Linked DNA regions of Sus scrofa: region 1 is linked to region 2. Evidence: chromatin contacts called from public Hi-C data. All regions are on one chromosome and are shown on one strand. Each heading gives the region's core, a stretch centred on a gene start, on an enhancer-like site or on the middle of the called end of the contact. The rest is flanking DNA. Distances are from core to core; before and after follow the strand shown. Region 1 holds the start of DDX10 (probable ATP-dependent RNA helicase DDX10). Region 2 holds the start of CUL5 (cullin-5).

Region 1 (7,310 bases), core at 2,000-4,499, 590 kb after region 2:
ATGTATCTTTTCAAATTAGTGTTTTTGTTTTTTCAGATACATACCCAGGAGTGGAATTGTTCGGTCATATGGCAGTCCTATTTTTAGGTTTTTGAGAAAACTCCATACTGTTTTCTGGTTGCACCCGTTTACATTCCCACCAACACTGTACAAGGGTTTGCTTTTTCCCTCATTTGTTATTTGTTAAAACTATCAGATTTGTTTTTTTAAAAAAGGGGGAAGTCCTCTAATTTACCAGTCAAAATAAACAACATTTCCAAAGTACATATTATATCACAATAATTTAGCAATTCCTGGGTAATCATTAGGTGATTATGTAAGAGCACTTGTTTCTTTGTTCTTATAAAATGTCACTAGACCAAAAAACAAGAAACAAAAAAACAATGGTGAAGGTTAGCAGCTTTTCGGTGGTATATATATTTTCAGATATTTACAAATTTTGAGATAAAACACAAAGCTCATATAATTTATTACTACATATCAGAAACACAATTTAAAAAATTAATAGATCCAGATAACAAAAAAGAGGAAGCTATTATAGAGAAAAGTAGTTAACTGAATACATATTTTTGGAGAAAACATAGGGAATACTGCAAAAAAAATAGTATTTTCATCAGACTGTAGAACCCAGAGATGGTGGGAATTTACTTACCTCCATGTTAACCAAGACAGATGAATTTAAATAAAAACTGGAAGGAAAAAATTAAATATACGTTTATATCACGTCTCTTTTCCCACTTCAAGTACATGGTTGTGTAACTTGAATATTAAAGAATAGGTCATTCTTCTTGGAAGTACATCACAATCGAGAAATCTGAAATTAAAAAATAAAAAACAACATTGGTAGAAGTTTTGGAAACAAACAAACAAAATACAAACTCTTTCAAACAGTGAAAACATATTAGATTCTGTTTATTGTATCTTGAAGGTTTCTGTTTTTATTAAAAACTGTCAATGAATGAAAAAAGTTTAGAATGCAAAGGGTGCAAAGACTGGCATTTATCACACGTTCTTAGAAATGATAAAGAGAATGAAAAAGCACATCAGCCAAGTGCTACTATTTGAAATTAAAGCTGAATTTTAAAAGTATATATGTAACTTAAAATATATATTTTAAAAGTATATACATATATACTAAAAGTATATATGTAATTTTAAAAGTATATATATGTAACTATGGTGTTATGTAATAGAGACTAGAGGGTAAAATATAAAACCAAATAATTAACATAATAGCAGGTGCATTAAATGAAATAATTTGAATAAGGCAAGATATGCTAAGTATAGTTCAATTATTTTAGTTATAACCTCCCTAGAACACATGTAGAACAGATAACAATTATTGTTAGACTTATGAATTTCTAAAATCCACCATTTCTATACATGAACATAGATTTTGCTCAGCAAATGATACAATTGGAAAATGATCAGATCTACTTATAAATACATAACAGAAAGAAAAATCATGTGAAGGGAAGAGATCTTTGTGATTTGTAACCATGATCTCCATCACGAGAGCATGTTGCCACAGCAAAAGCAATTTTTCCCTAAAGACTGAATTCAAAGTAAGTGCCAAAAAAGCTTCTGACGGCAGTGCAAAAATTGTGACTGTGAAAGAAAATAATGTTACCTGAGTGAAGTTTTATTTATTTTTTGCTTTTTAGGGCCACACCTGTGGCATATGGAAGTTCCTAGGCAAAGGTCAACTGGAGCTACAGCTGCCAGCCTACCCACAGCCACAGCAACTAGGGATCTGAGCCTTGTCTGTGACCTATACCACAGCTCAGTGCTGGATCCTTTAACCCACTGAGTGAGGCCAGGGATAGAACCTGCATCCTCATGGATACTAATCAAATTCATTTCTGCTGCACCACATCAGGGACTCCCTGACTGAAGTTTTAAATCCTACAGTTTTGAGGTTAACATGTTATGGCAAGTAGAAAAGAGAGTATCTTTGGGTTCATAGATTGATATCTGGAAAACTGAAATCTGGTACAAATAATAATTTTAGTGGCAATAGTATATTAATAATAATAATAATAAGCAAAACCACTAAACAACAATTCCCCATTTCCTCTCTCCCCAGCCCCTGGCAACCACCATTCTACTTTCCATCTCTATAAACCTGACTACTCTAGGTACCTCATTTAAGTGGTATCACAAGGTATTTGTCTTTTTGTGATTTATTTCACTCAGCATAACTTCAAGGTTTATCTAGGTCGTAGCATTGCCAGAATTCCCTTCCTTCTTAAGGCTGAATAGTATTCCATAGTATGGAAATGCCACATTTGCTTATCCATCGTTGTGGATGGACACTTGTGCTGCTTCCACATTTTGGCCGTTGTGAATAATGTTGCTATGAACATGGGAGGTACAGGTTTCTTCCAGACACTGCTTTCAATTCTTTTGTGTGTTTATCCAGAAGTAGAATGGCTGGATCTTGTGGTAGTTCTATTTTTAACTTTTAGTGGACCTATATGTACTTTTATGTAACCTCCCCTTATTGAAGTTTACTCTCTACTACATCTAGTGACTCCCTGCCACGCCCCCAACTCCATATTCTCTTTAGAGACTTGACATGTGGTTCCGGTATTTATCTGGCTACGTGGGGTTGGAAAGGGAATTTCAGCCCCGAACTCTCTGCATATGAACCTTGAACTTAATCTCTGTTTTTCCTTGCTACAACTCTGCTCCACCCCTATCTAGACTACATCTGTGCCCTAGGTAAATGTACCGGGAAAACTAATTCACGGAAAGACAATTCACTTAAATGGCCAATTTGCAAATAATTTTCTCTTAATCCTTTATTAATGTATCAGTTTGTCTTCATAATAGCATTTTAAAGCAAATTTAATTTGATTCTGCTCTAGTTCCCTGCTGCTGCAGCTAGAATCTGACAGGCTAAAAAAAAAAGGAAAAACCCTAAAGCTATTACCTACCTGTTTGATTTTTGGGCAAATCATTCGGCTCCATGGACAAAATATGCAAGACCGGGCTTACAATTGTAATTCACAGACTGTGTGTTTAAGTGCGAAATTGTGTGACGCCACCATAGTAACAGCAATCAGCGCGCATGCGCCCATTTAAAGCACCAGCGTGCCCCTGGAGCCACTCAGCCCCGCCCTCTTCCTCAGGTTGCACCGCCTCCGTTTCCCCGAGACGACTCCGCTCCGCCCTGCAGATTCCCAGTAGCCAATCACCGCCCATTTCTTTCTCGCCGCGGACGGCGCGTGCCTGGTTTCAAAGGCCCGAGGGCGGGCACCTGGTTTTGCGCACGCGCCCTCGCCTTCTCTCCCCACGCTGGTTCCGCGTCCTCGGAGTGGTGCCTCTGTCCGCCTCGGTTGCCAAGGGTCTGGGTGAGATCCGGGCTGTCGCGCCACCGCGATGGGCAAAACTGCCGATTCCCGGGGCCTCGGAGTCCGGCCCGACCCGGTGCGGAGCTTCAATCGTTGGAAGAAGAAGCACAGCTACAGGCAGAGTCAAAAGAAACAGTTGAGGAAGCAGCTGAAGAAGCCCGAGTGGCAAGTGGAGCGTGAGGTTATCAGCCGCCTCGTGCAGAACTATGAAAAGGTGAGTCCTGAGGGGGGGGGGTGCGGGGTGGGCCCCGCGGGAGAGCAAGGCATGGGGTGGTCCGGCAGATGCGCGGGGCTGCGTGTCCCTGCGGCGCGGGACTTCACAGGGGACTCTGTCAGGGGAGCTGCTGAGAGGTGCTACCTAGGCCCTCATGAGGCCACAGGTGGTCTGCTGGGTGCCACAGTCCAGGCCTCCCGACAGTTCAGGCCGCTCTTCTGCTGACCACACTGTTCTTGGTAAAGTGATGGAAATGCAGTGTTTCTTAAGCATAGGGAGAGTGATTGCTGTAATGGTTACAGTTTTATTCATAAAAATTATTTATTCATGCCGCCAACGAGAGTAACGGTAAATAATGACACCTACATTTCAAGCCACCCATCGTGTGCTTTACATTAATTATTTGACTTGACCTGAAGTAATGGTTCTTATTCCCGTTTCGCAGATGAGAACATCGAGCCTCTGAGAGGATAACTTGTCCTTGGCTCTCACCTGTAGTAGGTGCTGTGGAACTGGAACCTAGACTGAGTCCAAAGCCTTTGCTTTTAATTGGTCTTTATGCCAGCCTTGCATCTCTCAACATCACCCATCCTTCCTGTGCTCATTTCATTTTCGCAGCTTGTTTCATGGCCCCATCCAAGAACTAGTATAAAAAAGCTGCACCCCTGGTCTGTTGCTGGTACCTGCCATTCCGCAATGTAGGTGATACTCCTTGATGAGAATCCCCATAGTTACAGTTTTGACTTCTTGATCTCTTCCACCCTCAAGCTTCTTGCGGCTGTCCCTACCCTTTCTTTTCCTTCCCCTAATTACACCTCTTTTGGCCTTAACTCATCTCACTCAGCCTCTCAGTGATTGCTCTTTTCTAGAACAGGATTTAACACCGCCACATATCTGGAATTAAAGTCATCAGAGGTCATGCTAGTATAGCTTTCCTTTAAACAACACTTAGATCAAAAGTAAGTTTAGATAGAGCTGAGAGTGTTTTGGGCTTTGAAGTTAAGATGGTGATGATTTGATCCTGGCTTTTGCTCACCCAGTGAATGATGTGGGGCAAGTTACTTAACTTTGCTTCCCTTTTCTTGTCTTTAAAAGGCATAATAGTATCCATCTTGTAAGTTATGGGCAGTTAGTAAGAATGCATGTAGAGTATTCTGCGCAATGCCTGACACATGCAAATATTCCATATATTACCTGTTATTACTATTACCCTTACATACTCAGCATCTCAAAAAGCCATTGTAAATTACTGTTATTTTGCATTTGGGGCTTTTTGACTAGAATTGCTTAGGGAGGAGAGCCTCAGCCCTTGCTTATTCTCACTCTTCTCTTGTATAATCCTAAAGTTTATTCCTATTAACTCCTTCTTGTGTTCTACCCAGAGCACTTCTGAGTTTATATATATATTTTTTTCTCCTGACTGTGCTGGATGGCTTTATCTGTGTCATAGAATTCCTTATATACCACAAATCTAAAACTGAGATCATTATTTTTTTCTTTTAAATTCACAATTCTGAGGTGTTTTTTCTTTTTAAGGCCGCCCGCCTGGCATATGGAAGTTCCCAGGCTGGGGATGGAATCAGAGCTATAGCTGCTGCCCTACACCACATCCACAGCAATGTGGGATCCAGTCTGCATCTGTGACCATAGCTCAAGGCAATGCTGGATGCTTGACCCACTGAGCGAGGCCAGGGATCAAACTTGCATCCTCATGGATACTAGTCGGATTTGTTTCCACTGCACCACAATGGGAGCTCCCCACAATTTTGTGTACTATTTCCTTGTATTATTTCCTTATTGCCACCATGGCAAATTACCACAAACTTCATGGCTTAAAACAATAGAAATGTATTCTCTTGTAGTTCTGGAAGCCAGAAATCTGAAATCAGTCTCACTGGGCTGAAATCAGGGTGTCAGTAGGCCCACATGCTCTCTCTGGAGCTCTAGAGGAAACTCCATTTTTTTCTCTCCCAGCTTCTGGGGGTTGTTTGTATTCTTTGGCTTGTGGCTTCATCACTGCCATCTCTGCCTCTGTGGACAGATTGCCTTCTCCTGCTCCATGTCAGATCTGCCTCTATCCTTTTTTTGGTAGGGATAACTTTTGGTCACAATTCAGGTACTCAGATACTTGAGGATAATCTCCCCATCTCAAGATCTTTAATCACTGTACGAAGTCACTTTTGTTATGTAAGATTATATCCACCGTTCTGGAAGTTAGGATTGAACATATTTGGGAATGATTCTTGAGCCTATCACATCCTAGCCCCACTATCCAAGCAGACTGCTGACTTGGACACCTAGGAGTAATCCTGGAGGCTTCTCTTGTCACTCCTACATCCAATTAGTCACACTGGTGATCTACTCTGCCTCTTAAATCTCCCAATTGCTTCTCCATCCCTAGTCCCAAGCCTTAGTTCAGGCCCCATCATCTCTTGCCTGGGTTGCTACAATAGCTATTGCTATGGGTCAGCAGACTTTTTCTGTAAGGGATGGGACAGTACATGGTTTCAGTTTTGCAGGTTGTAAGGGTGGAACTATTCAACTCAGCCATTGTAACACAAAAGCTGCCATGGAAATACTTAAACAAATGGGCATGGTTGTGAGGTTGTGTTCTAGCAAAACTTCCATTACTAAAACAGGTGGCTGATGGGATTTGGCCATTGGACCTTATTGCCTTCTATTCTCTCCTTCATATTGCTGCTAGAATGATTCTTTCCAAGATGAAATCTAATAGTTTTACTCCTGATTGAAACCCTTCCTTGGCTCACAGTTACTTTTAGGAAAGTGGTCACTTAAACGTGTCAGCATGTTCTAGTCCAGTGAGAGTAAGTTTTCTGGGGGTCAGGCAGACCTAGTTTAAATCTTGCTCAGCTCAGGTGTTGACTAGCCAAGTTTTTTTTAACATCCCTGTGTCTCAGTTTCTTCATTCAACAGAGATTATTAGCCATGCAGAGTGTTGTAAGGCTCAGAGGAGGTAATATATGTAAACCAAGCAATATGTGTTAGGGACACCTGTTTGGTGCATGACGACCTTTTCCAGGTGACTTTATTCTGCTTAATAAGATGGGTCCATTCTTGGTTTCTTGTTTTAATAATTACTAACATTTATCAAGCCTTTATGCATGTTCACTTGCCATATCCTCACAACAAACAACCCCATGAGATTATTCCCATTATATAAGTGAGGAAATTTTAAAACACAGCAAATTAAGGAATTTGTGCAACGTTGAATAGTAAGTGAAAAAGTTCTAATCCAGGAGGCATAGTTCTGATGTCAGAGCTTGCTTTCTGTGTTGCACAAATGTTTAAATCACAATCTTTGCACTGAATTGAAGGAGGAATTTGTCCCCACCGAGTAGTGTTCTGTTTTTATTTTTTTTAATCTTAGAAATATTTTAATATTTTTGTCAAGAAACAAATGTGTGAAATCAGTTGCCAGGGCTAGCCGTAGTAGAATACAATCGAAGCCGATTGGTTATTCTCTAGGTAACAGAGGGGCAGACCCTCACCATATGGCTTCTTAGATGATGGAACTTATGCATAAAAGTTCTATTACAGCGAATAGTACACAAATGTTTACTAGCCTTTTATACTGAACAATTGGTGAAATACTGAAGTGGTGATATACTGAACAATTTGATTGAGAGACATTTTGAAACAATTTGACAGATACTGGTTGAGGTCCCAGTAAAAATAGGTGGGAAAAAAAAAATACAACCTCTGGGTCCCTAGGGAGGTGG
Region 2 (7,587 bases), core at 4,202-6,701:
GGACATTTGGTGGTGGCAATAGCTGAATCCGCCTTAGTAAATGGAAGTCCACGCTGTTGGGTCCAAGCACAAAGCAGAGTAAAGGAGGTTGGATTTGGTGCCAGAAGTCATAAACTAGCACCTGGCAAAGCTGCTCATGTCCACTTCATATACGTCTGAGGGCAGCTCTTCCAAGATCTCTACGGACCTCTCCTTCTGGGGGAAACTTAGAAGAAGGTTTCTGCAACAAAATGTAAGAAGTTCTTTTGCAACTGGTTGCAAGGCCACAGCTGATAACTCATTGCTTTCTTTCTCTACCATCCATTCTGGATTCCCCTCATCCTCATCTAGTATCTCTGCTAGTTCCATTGGAATGTCTGTGGTGTAATGCAGACTCTTATCCCCAGTGGTGCCTACATCCTAATCCCTGGATAAACTGTGACTATTGTTACCTTACATGGCAAAAGAGAGACCCCTACAAATATGTGATTGAGTTCAAGACTGTGAGATAGGTAAATTATCCTGGATTATCCAGATGGGCCCAATATAATCACAGAGGAAAGAGAGATACAGAAGAGTCAGAGTCAGAGAAGGAGCTGTGATGGTGGAAGCAGAAGAGTGATGCCATTGCAGTGACAGGGCCATGAGCCAAGGTATACAGGTGGTCTCTAACAGCTGGAAAAGGCAAGGAACAGATTCTCACCTAGAGCTTCAGGAAGGAACGCAATTCTACCAAATCTTTATTTTAGCCTATAAGACCTTAATTCTAACTGCAGGCCATTTCTGTTTTCATGTAAAATAAATGAAAAACAAAACAACGCCTCCCCCCCCCCCCGCCCCCAGAGCGGCACAGTAGTTAAAGAAGTGAAAAGAGATTTTTTTTTTTTCAGGAACTATTGCAGTCAGGGAAAAGAAAACAGTTTAATTCCAGATGCAATGAGGAAAAGTGGGAACTTTGCCAAGGAGTAGGATGGAGGTTGGGGGGTAGGAAATTACTAACAGAAACATCAGTGAAGGAATAATTATGGCTAAGCAGACTTAACAGGATTCTTGCTGAAGATAGGTGACTAGTTACCACCTCAGGGATAATGAGGGATGAGGAATTTGGTCAGATATCGAGAGTGGTGCTTTTTAGTGAAACTGGTTTAATAGAGTTCATGCTAAGACTGGGCTCTAGAACATGGTCAAGGATGGGGTGTACTCAGAGGAGCCTGACTAAAGCGTGCTCAAGGAAAGAATCTTTGTCAAAGTGCGTGACCCAGAGCTCTGCCCATTTCCAGGATTTTCAAGGCTTTGATGCAGCTACTGTCCATTCTTGCAAGCATGGCCTTTTTCCTTCTTCATCAGCTGGTCACAGGCCATGGGTGTAAGCTAAGAAAAAAGTGCTGGTGAAATAGTGCTGGATGACAGAGGATTCCAAACTTCCTACATACACAGCTTGCTTGTGCTTGATTCTGGATGTATTACTTCTTTTTATTTTATTTATTTATTTTTTACAGCATATGAAGTTCCCGGGCTAGGGGTTGAATCAGAGCTGCAGCTGAGGCCTGCATCACAGCAACACTGGATCTGAGCCACATCTGCAACCTACACCACAGCTTGTGGCAATGCCAGATTCTTAACCCAATAAGCGAGGCCAGGAATGGAACCAGCCATCTTCACAGAGACTATGTCGGTGCCTTAACCTGGTGACCCTAAATGGGAACTCCTGGATGCATCACTTTCTTATAAAAGACTCTTGCTCTGATTGGTGGTGTTAATGGAAACCAACTCATGAAGGGCAGTTGTGGTCACATGGTCACTTTGTGCTTCATGGTCAGGCTCTTCACTTCCACCAGGGCCCAGTATCCTGCCAGAAGCTGCTTTTTAAAAGGCATGTAATTCTCCACTATCAGTGGAACAATTTTGATCCAGAACCTTTGGGGTTGCCTGTGATTCTTCCACTGGGTCTTGCTATAAACTGCACAATATGTCTTTCTCTCCACCGATACATCTAATGCTATAGGGTTTTCTGAGTGTTTGGTCCAAGCAGCAGGGTCTCTGTACCACAATCTGGACATACTATAGAGCCCTTTCCTTTTCTGCAGACCTGGTATATGGGCCAGAGCAGCATTTTCTATTGTGGACTAAGTTGCCTTCAGAACCCCAAGAGGCCTACAAGGATTTGCTTTTCCCTCTTCATGATGGGAGATGTAAGGGGCAACAATTTGTTCTTTACTTGGATGGAATGCCTCAGCATGCATGTGGTCACTTGACCCCTAAAACTTTTACTCTTGTGGCAGTTTTCTGAATATTCATAGGGTTTATTTCCTATCTCTAAAGTACATGTGTCTTTTACAAAAGCTTCCAGCATAACAGCCAGTCATTTATCATAAATGATGTTATCATTATGATGTAATGCAGAATGTTAAGACAGTCAAGATCACTTTGGACTATAATATGAGAAAGGACACTAGAGTTAACAATGCCTTGGGGAAAAATTATAAATTTTACTGTTTATCCATTCCATGTGAATACAAGCCGTTTCTGATCTTCCTTTTTGATAGATTGGTAAGAATGTATTCACAACATCAAAGATCATCTGCCATGTACCTAGGACCATGTCAATCTATTCTAGCAAAGATATCTGGGACAATACTACAACTGATAATATTGGCACTGCAGTTGGTTGTGTTTGACTGTCTGCTGTCATTCTCCAATGTCTGTCTGGTGTTTTCAGAGGCAAGACTGATCAACTACATGGAGTTGTGATGAGGATTAACATCCCTGAGTCCTAAATTCTTTAAAAATAGCCCTAATTTCTACCATCTCCCTTAGCATGTAGTATTTATCATCTCACCGGGCAGATGGGTGTTTCAGAGACCACTGATTGGCCTCCCCCTTAATGCTGGCTTTTACCCTATAGACTAATGACCCAAATGGTTCTGTGCCAACTACCAGGTGAAATGATTTGAGGACTGGGGAAATGATCACTGGGTGAGTCTGTAGATGCAGGGAACGCACTGTAAGCTGGACCTAATCAGCTTATTACCTGGTCCCTAAATGCCCCCATTCTAACAGTGGAACCATGGGGACCCTTCAGATTCTGAATATCAGTGTCAACTTGGACCCTGTGTCCAATGGTCCTTGAAATATGTAGGTATTCCCCATTTCCCACATCATAATTACCCACACTTTACAATGATTAGAGTAATCTAGGCATGAAACCATGTGGACACAACTATCAGAATGTTCATCAAGGTAGGTGTGCTTTATCTGCAGAGAGTTCTAGAGATGGTTAACAGAACATAATGCTTATGACAGTTAATTTTGTGAATCAACTTGGCTGAGCCAGAGTGTCCAGATATTTGATCAAATGTTATTCGAAGTTTCTGTGAGGGTAATTTTTGGATGAAGTTAGATTTTAAATCAGTGGATGTTGAGTAAAGCAGATTGTCCTCCATAACGTGAGCAGGACTCATCCAATCAGTTGAAGGCCTGAATAGGACAAAGAGACCAGCATTCTTTGAGCAAGAAAGAATTCTCCTGCAGAATGCCTTTGGATTTTGTCTACAACATAGACTCTTCCTGGTTCTATACAGCAGATGGCTTTTGTACTTGAGCTGGAATATCGGCTTTCCTGGATCTCCAGCCTTGCCAGCCCACCCTGCAGATTCTGCACTTGTCAAGTTCCAAGATCACATGAGCCAATTCCTCACAATAAATTATATATAAAACATACTGAATTGGTTCTGTATCTCTGGAGAACCCTGACAAATACAGTGTCCCTGTTGTAAAATACATGGACAGCCAAACTGGTATACTCAGTCGATGCCATCAAAAGGAAGCAAGGATGAATGATCAGGTGGTTCAGGGCAGTCATCCCAATAAAGAGTCATGACCCTTGCCCAGTTTTTGGAATTGAACCAGTTTTCAAACCCAGAACCTATTGACCTCTAAGAGGCATCCCTATGTTGACCTTCTGGCAGGACATTATAGGCCTAGTAGCTCTGAATCCTTGTTCTACTGCATATTCATTGTTTAATCATGCTTAGATTACTCTAATAAACCATTGTAAAGTGTGGGGCACCTAGGTGGCGTGATTGATTTCATAAGCTCATACAAGCATTTTCTAAATTACTCTTCTCCTTGTATTCACTACACAGCAGTCAAATGATCATGTTGAAATGGGAGTCTGATCATGCCACTCCCTTGTTCAAAAGCTGGCAATGGTCGCACATCTTAGAATAAAAGTCAGTCTTTCCAGTGGTCTACAAGGCCCTATAAGGCCTTATGCTCCCCTTAATCTCCCTGCTCTGAATACACCAACTTTCTTACTGTTCCTCTGACACTCTGGGCAACTTGCCCCTGTGCATCCCTGTCTGGAATGCTCTCCTCCCACATATGTCCTGGCCTGCTCCCTCTCTCTTTCAGTACTTTGTTCAAATGCGATCTTCTCTGTGAGCCCTACTTAGATCCCTCTATTTAAATTGCAAGCTTCAGGGAGTCCTCATCATGGCTCAGTGGTAATGAATCCAATTAGTATCCATGGTGAGGGTTCGATCCCTGGCCTTGCTCAGTGGGTTAAGGATCTGGCATTGCCATAAGCTGTGATGCAGTTCGCAGACAAAGCTGGGATTCAGCATTGCTGTGGCAGTGGTGTGGGCTGGTAGCTACAGTTTCGATTTGATCCCTAGCCTGGGAACTTCCACATGCCACTGGGTGTGGCCCTAAAAAGACAAAAATAAAATAAAATAAATTCCAAGCTTCAGCCCCCTTCCCTGCTTTATTTTACTCTATAGCTCTTATTTACTTCTAATGTATTATGAATGTATGAATGAATACTGCTTGGAAACATGTATAATAAAATATTCTAGGAGTTTCCTCTGGCTCAGCAGTTAATGAACCAACTAGGATGCAGGTTCTATCCCTGGCCTGGCTCAGTGTATTAAGGATCTGGCTTTGCTGTGAACTGTGATGTAGGTCATAAATTAGGCTCAGATCTGGCAATGCTATGGCTGTGGCATAGGCTGGCAGCTGTAGCTCTGATTCCACCCCTAGCCTGGGAACCCTCATATGCCCTGAGTGTGGCCCTAAAACAGCCCCCCTCCAAAAAAATATATATATAGATAGATAGATATTCTAGATTCCACATGTAAATGATATTCTTTTTCTTTGGCCAGTAGTTTGAGGTTTGAAGGGATAAAGCTTATGAGCTTATGGTTTAATATCTTTACTGTGTCTTCAGGTAATCCAAGGTTGTTATGCATTACCTGAACAAACTCTTATCGAGTATTTCAGTGCCAGGCACTCTTGAGTAGAAATATTAATAGTTAATACGTGTGTGTATTCGTTCACTCACGCAAATACATATTTACTGGGTGCCAGTTCTACTGGAGACACCCATTATAAGCGTTTCATTGGCTGTTCCCCGGAACCCCGGAGGCCGGAAAGGAGGGAAGACGTTCAGTCCTGCCAGCAGGGGGCGCGCGCGCCCTCCCCGCAGCCTCTCTGCCCACCGAGGCGTCCAGGCTCCACAGCTCGCTCCCGAGCGCGCCCCCGCCCGCCGCGTCACGTGATGCGGCCACCGACCCTGAGCTGCCGGGCCTAAGCCGAGCTAAATTCGTTGCCGGGGGCCTCTGCGGTGCAACCACAAAAGCTAATCCGAAGGAGGGGGTAGGGTTGTGGGGTCGATGCTTCCTCTTCCAATTCAGGTCGGCTCCGGTTACCGTCTCACCCTTCGCCGTTTGCGGCTCCCGGGGCGTTTGCATGCGCTCTTTCGTGCGGGGAAGCTCCGGTGACCATGTAGGGGAAAGCGGGAGGAAGCTCCAGCTGCCTGAGGGGAGGTCGGCGCGGTCGGCACGCCGCCTGGCACCCACCGCCTCGCGGGCCGCTGGCCCAGGTGGGAGCCCGGCCTGCAGTCGCGGCCTGACCCGGAGCGCCGCCAAGTCTCGCGCCGTCTCGCGAGAGTCCAAGTTGAAGGAACATGGCGACGTCTAATCTGTTAAAGGTAAGATCCTCCGTCCGGCTTGGTTTTTACTCCGGGGCTGCTGGTTCAGCTCTGAGGGAAGGGCTTGGCTTAGGTTCCGCGGCGAAGTGTGCGAATGTTCGGGAGTTGTCTGCGGGAAGGGACGTCGGGAGGCTGCCGCCGAGGGCCAGACTTAGGTCTTCGGCCTTGGGGTCGGGAGGCCGGTCGTCCGCCCGCGGGTCGGCGGCTGTGAGGCGGCGGCGGGCTGGGGGCCGTGCCTTCGGGACCCCGGAGGACAGTGCTGTGCCCGGACGGCTCGGCCAGGTGGCGTTCCCAGGGTCTCGGTTCTTCTGAAGCGAGAGTCCAGGACGCATAAAAGGAAGATCCAGGAAAATGTGGCCGAACTGGTTTTAATGCCTCGACCCCCACCTCCTCAATTTCTGTTCTCCTGTCTGCACGAAATTCCAAGACCCAGGGCAGTGCCCGCCGCCCTGCTCCCTCCCTTTCCTGCACGCCGCACCTTCCCTCCCTTTCTCCCTTTCTCGAGTTCATGTTTTAGGACTCTGTTCCTCAACCCCAGTACTGCTGAGGAAGCACTGCCATCGTTTTAGGGCTTGGGAAACTTGCCTTATGAAAGAAAACGGTTAAAGTTAGTTTTCTATATTTGGGATAGAGAGGGAGATCTAGGGCCAGAGGGGCAGGTCTACCATCATTTACAAAGTTTGGAGGAGAAGGAAGAAGGCATAACACTAGTTTCTTCTATGCGGTGTTTGTAGTAGGAACCTTTTGCTTTAAAAGTATTGACTGAATTGGGGGTAGTGATGAACTTAGGGAACACAGTGCAAAGGCTGAACTCCTCCGTCAAACCTATCATGCCTTCAGACTGTGGATGGATAACAAAATAATAGAGTGGCAGATATAAAATTACTGTAACCATTCATGTTCTCTTTAGACTACTAATATTAACTGTCTAATAGATGAGACTGTCTTATAAAATGTAGACCTAACTTACAGATTTAAGAGGCAATGTATCTTCTTTTAAAAGGGGAGGACCTAGAACTAGACTGAATTTCTGCCACTTAGAAGCTATATGACTTTGGGGAAGTTTCTAAACCTCTCTGTGCGGGAGTTTTTTCATCAATACAATGGAATTGTCAATAGCTCACTTCAATAGAAGCATTGTGAAAATTGAGTTAATAATGTAAAAATCTTAAAACAATGTCTAGCATTTAATTAGTACACAATACACATAAATTACTGGAGTTACTATTTCTGCTGTTTCTCTAAGAAAACAAGTTCATGGGAATTGAGTAACCTATTCTACTCTACCCTTTTATGAGAGTACAGCAAAGTTCTAATATATTAATTCTGAAAGAAAACTTGTTTAAGTTCTGAAGACTCTTGTTAATGCATAGAAAACAATTGCATTGTTAATTGAAATGTGTTCAAGAAGTAATTCGATACCTCATTCTTTGTGATTTTTCTTTTTCTTTTTGGCCATGTCATGTGGAAGTTCCTGGGCCAGGAATCAAACCCACACCACAGCAGCCACCCATGCTGCTTCACTGACAATGCTTAACCTGCTGCACCACAGGAGAACTCCTCTTTGTGAATTTTTGACTTGTTGCTGTAAAACAAGGTCTTCCCCCCGCAGAATTACC

The links. A called contact is a pair of places that touch in the nucleus more often than the background predicts.
Region 1: a contact with region 2 is called in a Hi-C map of skeletal muscle, with 5 times the contacts expected there. The contact joins the promoter of DDX10 here to the promoter of CUL5 in region 2. A contact is called at or near these places in 3 of 5 promoter capture datasets (fetal liver, fetal skeletal muscle and liver), 20 of 47 Hi-C or Micro-C datasets (adipose tissue, alveolar macrophages, blood and 13 more) and 2 of 2 datasets of contacts at active chromatin or transcription factors (alveolar macrophages and skeletal muscle).

Annotation. Positions count from the first base shown.
Region 1 is chr9:37,003,322-37,010,631 of Sscrofa11.1, forward strand. It overlaps DDX10 (probable ATP-dependent RNA helicase DDX10), which reads left to right and starts at 3,250. Exons shown (of 18, transcript XM_021062753.1): 1 at 3,250-3,570. The coding sequence starts at 3,385. It overlaps LOC106504871 (a long non-coding RNA gene), which reads right to left and starts at 3,060. Exons shown (of 3, transcript XR_001298767.2): 1 at 2,940-3,060; 2 at 653-814.
Region 2 is chr9:36,414,355-36,421,941 of Sscrofa11.1, forward strand. It overlaps CUL5 (cullin-5), which reads left to right and starts at 5,452. Exons shown (of 19, transcript XM_005667298.3): 1 at 5,452-5,968. The coding sequence starts at 5,945.